Linked DNA regions of Sus scrofa: region 1 is linked to region 2. A link is a contact called in public HiChIP or PLAC-seq data. All regions are on one chromosome and are shown on one strand. The core of a region is the stretch at or near the end of the contact, and the rest is flanking DNA. Distances in the headings are between cores, read along the strand shown. Region 1 holds the start of MORN3 (MORN repeat containing 3). Region 2 holds the start of ORAI1 (ORAI calcium release-activated calcium modulator 1).

What was found. HiChIP or PLAC-seq counts read pairs in DNA pulled down with a chosen protein or histone mark.
Region 1: an H3K27ac HiChIP or PLAC-seq map of skeletal muscle shows a contact between it and region 2. The contact joins the promoter of MORN3 here to the promoter of ORAI1 in region 2. A contact is called at or near these places in 1 of 5 promoter capture datasets (liver), 19 of 47 Hi-C or Micro-C datasets (alveolar macrophages, blood, embryonic fibroblasts and 10 more) and 2 of 2 datasets of contacts at active chromatin or transcription factors (alveolar macrophages and skeletal muscle).

The regions. Positions count from the first base shown.
Region 1 is chr14:30,988,484-30,993,299 of Sscrofa11.1, reverse strand. It overlaps MORN3 (MORN repeat containing 3), which reads right to left and starts at 1,403. Exons shown (of 7, transcript NM_001243709.1): 1 at 1,201-1,403.
Region 2 is chr14:31,026,484-31,031,556 of Sscrofa11.1, reverse strand. It overlaps ORAI1 (ORAI calcium release-activated calcium modulator 1), which reads left to right and starts at 3,549. Exons shown (of 2, transcript NM_001173519.1): 1 at 3,549-3,872. The coding sequence starts at 3,564.

The DNA.
Region 1 (4,816 bases), core at 154-2,653, 36 kb after region 2:
CTTAATATTTTATGAACTATGGCCTCGAATTTTCAGTTTGCACTCGGCCTTGCCCATTAAGTAGTTCCCTGTGGGGCCACAGCAGGGGCCTCCAGGAGTCTGACCAGGTTGGCCAACCAGACCCTACTAGCTAGTACATTTTTTTTTTTCGGCTGTGCCTATAGCTTGTGGAAGTTCCTGGGCCAGGGACCAAAATGAGCCACAGGAGTGACAACAGTAACCATAGCCACAGGAATGACAACACCGGATCCTTAACTCGCTGAGCCAGGAGAGAACTCAAGCTAGTACATATTTTGACAATCATGCCTAGGAGCTGGGAGAGTCACTCCAGGCAAAGAAAATGGCCAGGCAAAAACTGAGCAGAGGGAAACAGTCTCATGTCCTAATTTTTTTTTTTTTTTTTGGCTTTTTTTGGCTTTTTTAGGGCCGCACAGGAGGCCTATGGAGATTCCCAGGCTAGGGGTCTGATCGGAGCTATACCTGCCAACCTACACCACAGCAACGTCAGATCTGAGCTATGTCTGCAACCTACACCACAGCTCATGGCAACGCCGGATCCTTAACCCACTGACGGAGGCCAGGGATTGAACCCACAACCTCATGGTTCTTAGATTTGTTTCTGCTGGGCCACGATGGGAACGCCTCAGGTCCTAAATTTAATGTTTTTCTTTTTTCTCCCATTTGCATGTACCACACATGCTATGATTAATCTTTATATTGGAATTAATTCACTTTAAAAAAATCAATACATTTATCCAAGAAAGAGATTTTACATATCATTACTTAAGCCTTAGCTAGATACTGGGGCTTACAGCTGAGATTAACAAATGTTTAGAGAGGTGTTAATGCCATATTAACCCCAAACTGACACTTTCTCCTTGGTTTACTCAGAACTGTAAAAGAACTCAGAATCCAGTAACTTTCTCACCAGGTCACTGAGTGTTACTTAACGCTTCATTAATATAACTCATCCTCTCACACTTGGATAGAGCGGTAGATTCTACCCAGGAGGAGACTGCAGTCTTAATACATGAACTACTGATAGGAAAAGAATGCCTTGCAACGCGGTGCGCGGATTCTGCCCGGGTTGTTTTGATACTGAATGACAGTCATTACCACCATGGAAGGTGGAAGGAGTGGGGCCCAAAAGGCTGGGGGTCAGTCGCCAGCTCTTGCCCAGTCACATCTGTGCCCTCTCACCTGCGCACTCCTGCCGGTTGGAGAGCAGAGTCGCAGGTTACTGCCTCCAGCCTCAATTGCCGCCCGCTGCGCGCGCACTGGCGTCCAGAGCCTGACCAGGGTCGCTATGGCAACGCGGGCCCCAGCAAAGCCGCGAAGCAGGGCCCGCCCCTTCCTGCCCAGACCTTGCGCTGGCGGGGCCGCGCGTGGGGAAGGCTGCAGATGCTACAGCTGCGCGAAAGAACGTCATCGGGCATGTGGAGGTCCAGTGCGGGCTGGTGCACCCGGCTGGTAGTCTTCCACACCCCAAACTCCTCTCCTGCCCTAGGTTCTCCTGGGCGAATACAATACCCCAAGCCGGCCTGAAAGGGTCAGAGGCTTTTCTGCCAAGTTGCAAAGACAAAGGTGAAAACGTGAAAGGAGACCCAGCATTACACCTGTTCTTTATTTTGTGGGAGTCTAGCTGGCTCCTTTGAGAATCTATGGGAAGCTATATAGCCCTTCCACACCTGAAGATGCCTAGGCTTTACATATTCACAAGCCCACCAAGTCCTCAGCTCACTGCATTCAGGGGCTCTCCTGGTCACTCAGAGTAAAAGCCACAGTGCCTACAATGGCTTCAAAGCCCTGTGTCATCTGTCCACCTCCGTCCCTTTTTCTCTGAGCTTGTCCCTGCTCTGCATACCCAATCTCACTGTACTGGAGCCTCACACTTGTTTCCTTGCTATTCCTGGAAAATGCTGGGCATGTTTCTGCCTCAGGGCCTTCGCCTGTTCTGTGCCCCCCGTCAGGCCATCTCTACCTCCAAATAGCAGCCTGGATCACTCCCTGCTCTCCAGGGCTTTATTCAAACATCATCTCAGTAAATCTTTGGACCATCTTATATATATATATATATATATATATATATATATATATTTTATTACTCAAATGAATTTATCACATCGGTAGTTGTATTATGATCATAAAAATCTGATTTCACAGGATTTCCATCCCACAGCCCAAGCACATCCCCCCACCCCCCAAACTGTCTCCTCCAGAGACCATAAGTTTTTCAATGTCTGTGAGTCAGCATCTGTTCTGCAAAGAAGTTCCGTCTGTCCTTTTTTCAGATTCCATGTCAGTGAAAGCATTTGATGTTGGTGTCTCATTGTATGGCTGACTTCACTTAGCATGACAGTTTCTGGGTCCATCCATGTTGCTAAAAATGCTGGTATTTCGTTCTTTTTGATGGCTGAGAAATATTCCATTGTGTATATGTACCACATCTTCTGGATCCACTCCTCTGTCGATGGACATTTAGGTTGTTTCCATGTCTTGGCTATTGCAAATAGTGCTGCAGTGAACATCGGAGTACATGTGTCTTTGCGAGTCGTGGTTTTCTCTGGATAGATGCCCAGGAGTGGGATTGCTGGATCAAATGGTAGTTCTATGTTTAGTTTTCTGAGGAATTTCCATACTGCTTTCCACAGTGGTTGCACCAATTTACAATCCTACCAACAGTGTACTAGGGTTCCTTTTTCTCCACACCCTCTCCAGCACTTGTTGTTTGTAGACTTTTGGATGATGGCCATTCTGGCTGGTGTAAGGTGGTACCTCATCGTGGTTTTGATTTGCATTTCTCTAATAATGAGTGACACTGAACATCTTTTCATGTGTTTCTTGGCCATCTGTATGTCTTCTTTGGAGAACTGTCTGTTTAGATCTTCTGCCCATTTTTGGATGGGGTTGCTTGTTTTTTTGGTATCGAGCTACAGAAGTTGTTTATAAATTTTGGAGATTAATCCCTTGTCAGTCAATTCATTTGCAAAGATTTTCTCCCATTGTGTGGATTGTCTTTTTGTGTTGTTTAGGGTTTCCTTTGCTGTGCAGAAACTTTGAAGTTTGAGTAGGTCCCATTTGTTTATTTTTCTTTTTATTGTCGATACTCTGATAGGTGGATCTGAGAAGATGTTGCTGTCGTTTATGTCAGAGAGTGTTTGGCCTATGTTTTCCTCTAGGAGTTTGATAGTGTCTGGTCTTATATCTAGGTCTTTAATCCATTTGGAGTTTATTTTTGTGTATGGTGTTAGGGAGTGTTCTAATTTCATTCTTTTCCATATGGCTGTCCAGTTTTCCCAGCACCACTTATGGAACAAGCTGTCCTTTCTCCATTGTATAGTCTTGCTTCCTTTGTCATAGATTAGTTGGCTGTAAGTGCATGGGTTTAATTCTGGGCTTTCTATCCTGTTCCACTGATCTACATGTCTGTCTTTGTGCCAGTACCATGCAGTTTTGATGACTGTTGCTTTGTAGTATAGTCTGAAGCCCGGGAGCCTGATTTCTCCGAGCTCCATTTTTCTTTTTCAGGATGTCTTTGGCTATTCTGGGTCTTTTGTACTTCCAAACAAACTTTAAAATATTTTGTTCAAGTTCTGTGAAAAATGTCCTTGGTAATTTGATAGGGATTGCATTGAATCTGTAGAGTGCCTTTGGTAATATAGTCATTTTGATAATATTAACTCTTCCAATCCACGAGCATGGTATATCTTTCCATCTATTTGTGTCATCTTTGATTTCTTTCATCAGTGGCTTGTAGTTTTCAGAGTACAGGTCTTTTGTTTCTTTAGGTAGGTTTACTCCTAGGTATTTTATTCTTTTGGATGATAAATGGGATTGCTTCCCTAATTTCATTTTCTGCTTTTTCATTGTTAGTATATAGAAATGCTATCAATTTCTGTGTATTGATTTCATATCCTGCAACTTTGCCAAATTCGTGGATAAGCTCTAACAGCTTTCTGGTAGAGTCTTTAGGATTCTCTAGGTATAGTATCATGTCATCTGTGAATAGTGATAGTTTTACTTCTTCCTTTCCAATTTGGATTCCTTTTATTTCTTTTACTTCTCTGATTGCTGTGGCTAGGACTTCCAGAACTATGTTGAATAGTAGTGGTGAGAGCGGACATCCTTGTCTTGTTCCTGATCTCAGCGGGAATTCTTTCAGCTTTTCACCATTGAGAATGATGTTCGCTGTAGGTTTTTCGTATATGGCCTTTTATCATGTTGAGGTAGGTTCCCGTTATGCCCACTTTCTGAAGGGTTTTTATCAGAAATGGGTGTTGGATTTTGTCAAAGGCTTTTTCCGCATCTATTGAGAGGATCATATGGTTTTTATTCTTCAGTTTGTTAATGTGGTGTATCACACTGATGGATTTGCAGATATTGAAGAATGCTTGCATCCTTGGGATAAATCCCACTTGATCATGGTGTACAATCCTTTTAATGTATTGTTGGATGCGATTTGCTAGTATTTTGTTGAGGATTTTTGCATCAATGTTCATCAGTGATATTGGCCTGTAGTTTTCTTTTTTTGTGGAGTCTTTGTCTGGTTTTGGTACCAGGGTGATGGTGGCCTCATAGAGTGAGTTTGGGAGTATCCCTTCTTCTGCAATTTTTTGAAATAGTTTCAGAAGGAGAGGTGTTAACTCTTCTCTAAATGTTTGATAGAATTCGCTTGTGAAGCCATCTGGTCCTGGACTTTTGTTTGTTGGAAGTTGTTTAATCACGGTTTCAATTTCAGTTCTTGTGATGGGTCCATTCACCTTTTCTATTTCATCTTGGTTTAGTCTTGGAAGATTGTACTTTTCTAAGAATTTGT
Region 2 (5,073 bases), core at 2,300-4,799:
AATCCACTGAGCAAGGCCAGGGATGGAATCTGCATCCTCATGGATACTAGTCAGGTCCGTTACCTCTGAGCCACAATGGGAACTCCCATTTTATTAAAATACATATTTTTATATTATATATTTATTTATATTAGATACATAGATTGTTTAACAATAAAGAACTTAGAATAGTGCCTGTCATTGGTAAGCACCACTTAAGCGTTAACTAATTTTTTCACCCCCTGTGATGGGAAGCTTGCTACCTCCCAAGGCACCTCATGCCATCTTTGGTCAGCCCTCGGCTGTGCCCACTGGCCACAGTGGTGAAGCCAGTTGCAGGAGCCCTTTCAGTTGGATCGAATACCCTCAACATGAGCTGAGTTTACTGAAAAATTCTATTTGGCCTTTTCCGTTATAAACCTGCAAAGGATAAGAACACACCTTCCTAGCCACTAGGGGGTGCCACACGTAGTGCTTGAAGGCACTGCCGGATGGGCATCATGGGTTCCGAGGCTTATTCTCCTCCACTTTTTTGGCAAGATGCTTTCTCTCTGGAACCTCGGTTTCTCTTAAGTAGGGCTTGTGATGGGGCAAGTGCCTCTCATGGTTCCAACCTGCTCTAACAATGGTGGGGAAAAGTTATTAACCACTGGCCCTTTGGGGCCCTAGGATTCTAAAGCAGGAAGCAGGGATTGGCCCAGAAACCCACCCCCTCAACCCACCAGCCTAAACGATGATAGTATTTTTGTTTTTCTTTTCTTTTGTTCTGTGCACTAGGTGGAATTTAAATGCCACAGAATTAGGAGAGTGAGAGGGGCAGGATGTTGGAGCCAGAGAAAGGAAACCTGGCCCCATCCCCACCCCGAAGCCCCCTGCTGAGCTGCCCCTCCTACCTCCTTTTGTTCCTTAATCAGCAAATCTGCTCCCCCCCAAATCCTGGCTTCCTGGCTCTTCCCAACTAGACCATCTGACCACTCTCAGGCCCTGTGGACCCTCAAAATGTTGCCTTTACCCAATTCTGAGCTAGGGTCTCTTGGAACCAAAGATACCTCATTATCTTTTTCCTTGAACCTGTTCCTATTGGGGATCTCCGGTGGGAGAGATCCTGTGAGAGGCCTTGGGTGATAAGGAAGTAATTTAAATAGACGGAAGTTTGCTCTCAAGACACTCATATGCTGGGAGCCACCGCCCGCCCGCCCCCCCCCGCCAGGTCAATGCATAAACTAGGTGATTTCAAGTATTGTAGTGATCAGAACTATAAAGGAAATAAAACAGGGTGAGATGGCAGAACATAAAATGGGGACTACTTTAGATAGAGAGGAAACATCTCTTTTTAGAGATAATAGTTGAACTGAGACACAGATGGTAAGTGAAAGAAGTTAACAAGAACAAAGGCCACCAAAGAAACAAGCTCAGTGGGGTGAGATTTCAAATGTCAAGTCTTCATAAAAACAGGCCTCTGAGAGAACCCCAGAGACTTTCGGGGCGGGGGTTCAGTTTTATCGCATAATGTGGGTGAGTGGAGGGACGCCCTCTGGTGGTGACAAGACTTAAATTTCACACGGCGGACCTGGAAGCCGCATGCCTGTGACTTGATTCTGGGCTAATTGAGTTTCACTCATTCCTGTCTCTCCCACACTTATTCATTCAACAGATATTTACTGAGCAGTGTGCCAAGCAATACTCCAGAGTTGTGAAACCAGCAGTGAAGGTCCGTGCGTTCCTAGAGCTGATACCTTAGGGAAATCGCTGTTTTCTTCTGCCCCTGGAGAGCAGATGCCCTCTTCTTCGTTTTGCTGGTTCAGGTCTCAGCTCAAAAGTAACCAAATCAGGCATAGCAAAAACCACTTCAACTAGGAACCATGTAGTCGCGTGTTTGATACCTGGCCTCGCTCAGTAGGTTGAGGATCTGGTGTTGCTGTGAGCTGTGGTGTAGGTCTCGCAGATGTGGCTCAGATCCTGCGTTGCTGTGGCATAGGCCAGCAGCCCTAGCTCTGATTCAACCCCTAGCCTGGGAACCTCCATATGCTATGGGTGTAGCCCTAAAAAGAAAAAAAAAGTGACCAAATCAGAAAGATGTGAACTTATTTTGTTGATTGCCTGTTCTTTTCACTAAAATATACGATTCCATGAAAGTTACCATTTTCTTGGAATACCTCAGCCTGGTGCACAGTACATTTATTGGATAGGTGTATTAACCGGTACCGTGGCTTTTGTTCCAGACGCTGGTGAATTGTAAGTGAACGAATTGGACAAAACAGACCAAAATACTTAACCTAAAATATAAAAAGGCCTCGGAGTTCCGGAGTTCCCGTTATGGCGCAGTGGTTAACAAATCCGACTAGGAACCATGAGGTTGCGGGTTCGGTCCCTGCCCTTGCTCAGTGGGTTAACGATCCGGCATTGCCTTGAGCTGTGGTGTAGGTTGCATTCGCGGCTTGGATCCTGCGTTGCTGTGGCCCTGGCGTAGTCTGGCGGCTACAGCTCCGATGAGACCCCTAGCCTGGGAACTTCCATATGCCGCGGGAGCGGCCCAAAGAAATAGCAAAAAGACAAAAAAAAAAAAAAAAAAAAAAAGGCCTTGGAGTTCCCTGGAGCCTCAGGTGGTTAAGGATCCAGAGTTGTCACTGCCCTGCTCAGGTTCAATAACTGCCTCCTCCTCAACTTACACATGCTGAAAGCGAAGCAGAAAAAAAAAGGCGCTTCTAAGTTTTTCAAATTAAAATCGTAGCCCTGCACTACCCATGTTCCTTTTCCCTGCTTTATTTTTTCTATACATCTGTCACCTTCTAAACGATTATAATTTACTCAGTGTTTGCACCGCTCCTCCACTAAAATGTAAGCTCCATGTAGCGGGCAGGAGATTTTGTCCATCTTTTTCACCAACCTAGCCTCAGTGCCTAGAGCAGTGTTGGCACCCAGTAGGTGCTCAATAAATACAGAATTAACTTTAGATCACAGCCGCTCTTTCTCCTGCAGGTCTTGAGTCACCTTGTTCCAAGGGGGAAGGAAATTAGCTTCAGCAGGCGCCCAGAGGTGACCTCAGGTGGCCCGACCCAGCAGTCGGAGCTCCGAGAGAAGGGCCATTGGAGCAGCTGTGGAGATGGGAGGCGCTCGGAGAGGCCCCGGGGGCTGGGGTGCTTCCAGGAAGAGAGGCGGGTGCAGTCAGCGCGGGCATAGGACTGTGGGTGGTGCTGTCGGAACAGAGAAGTCACGTGACTCGCGTTGCTCGCCCCCCCCACGCTTCCTCCTGGGCGGGGCTTGAGTGGGCAGGACGCATGCAAATAAGCCAGGGGCGGCAGCCAATCCTGGAGCGCGCCGAGGGGCCCTGGGATCCTGGACGCTGGCTCACGCGCAAGCTCTCGTCTCTGCCGCCCCCGGCTTTTGCCAGCGGCGAGACGGCCCTGAGAGCTGGATCTGTAGTCGCTTCCTCGACCTCCTTGTTTTCCGCGGCCGGCCGGTTGAGGCCGGACCCGCGCGGGGGGCAGGCGGCGGCTGCTTCAGCAGAGGCGGAGGTGCGGCGGGGGCGGGGGCCGCTGCCCTCGGAGGCGCCCGGGCCGGCCCGCGCCTTTGCAGCGTGCTCCATGCATCCGGAGCCCGCCCCGCCTCCGAGCAGCAACAGCCCTGAGCTTCCCCTCAGCGGCGGCAGCACCACCAGCGGCAGCCGCCGGAGCCGCCGCCACAGCGGGGACGGGGAGCCCCCGGGGTCGCCGCCGCCGCCGCCGCCGCCGCCCGCGGTCACCTACCCGGACTGGATCGGCCAGAGTTACTCCGAGGTGATGAGCCTCAACGAGCACTCGATGCAAGCGCTGTCTTGGCGCAAGCTCTACTTGAGCCGCGCCAAGCTCAAAGCCTCCAGCCGGACCTCAGCTCTGCTCTCCGGCTTCGCCATGGTGAGCTCGGGCAGCCTGCCCTGCCCTGCCCCCTTTCACGTCCTGGCCACTGCCACTCGCAGCCCCGACGGGACCCGTGGGGGATCTAGCTGAGCGAGCTGGGGTTGAAAGGGAAGAGCTGGGAGAAAGCTGCCGTGGACGCGGGAGGGGGCCAGAGGTGCTGGACGTGAGGAAAGAGGGGCGATCATTGACACCCGATGTGGGAGATTGGGTGTCTTACTATGTGCAGGGTTGGAGGGCTCAGGTGCCTTCAGGTGGACCAGCTTGATGCAGCTTGGTCCTCGACGTAGATCTGTCTGTAAGAAGACAGTCCCACATATGTTCTGGGGGCAAGGAAAGTCATGAGCGGTCTGATCTCTTTGAGAACAGGTGGCAGGAGGTTGGGAGAAGGACCCCCGAGTGTCTCCCTTGTGCCCCCACATTTGAGGCTAGCAGGAATTTGCCAGGTTCTTTGATTACCTAGTAGAGGGGATTTCCTCACAGCCTTGCTCCTGCTGCGTTTTCCGAGAGCCTCAGCCCAGGGGGGTTGACAAACACTCCCCACCCGCAGTTTCTTCTTCAGAAACTTGCCACTGAGTCACTGGGTGTGGGGGAGGAGCATGGGACATGTTCCCGTTGAATGGGCTCGTTCTTGATTTAGGGGGTAGGCCTAGTGTCCTCTGCCAGGGCGGGCTGGATTGGAGTGAGAACTAGCCTTGAAGGTGGGATGGGTGAGGCTGAGGTTGGGCTGAGAAGTGACCCCGTGGATGCCCTCAGGCCAGGAATCTTGGCGTCTACCCAGGCAGGGAGCTAGAAAACAATTCATGGTTCTCGCCTTCAGTGACATCAGCCCGCCTGAATGGGGTCTGCCCCCACCCCAAGATCTCTAGCCCACAGCACTCCTGCCTCACCCATGAGTGAGCTAAGCTTTTGGCCTTGAAGGAGGGAGTGGCTGCACCCTTGTGTTTTCTTGGGAAGGCGTTGTGTCTGGTACTCTCCCAGAGTCTCACAAACAAGTGGGTGATGCACAATGCACAGGAACAAGAAATTTTTGGAGGCCCTAAGCAGGCCCTCAGCACCCCAGGCCTCAGTGGAAAAGCCAGAGGATTGAGGGAGGGAACGAGCTCTGCCCCTTGCTGTCCCCTTGATCTCAGACTGATTCCTCTGTGGGCCTTGATTTCTGAATTGTAAAATGAAGGCTGCTACTCAGAAGTTTCTCAGA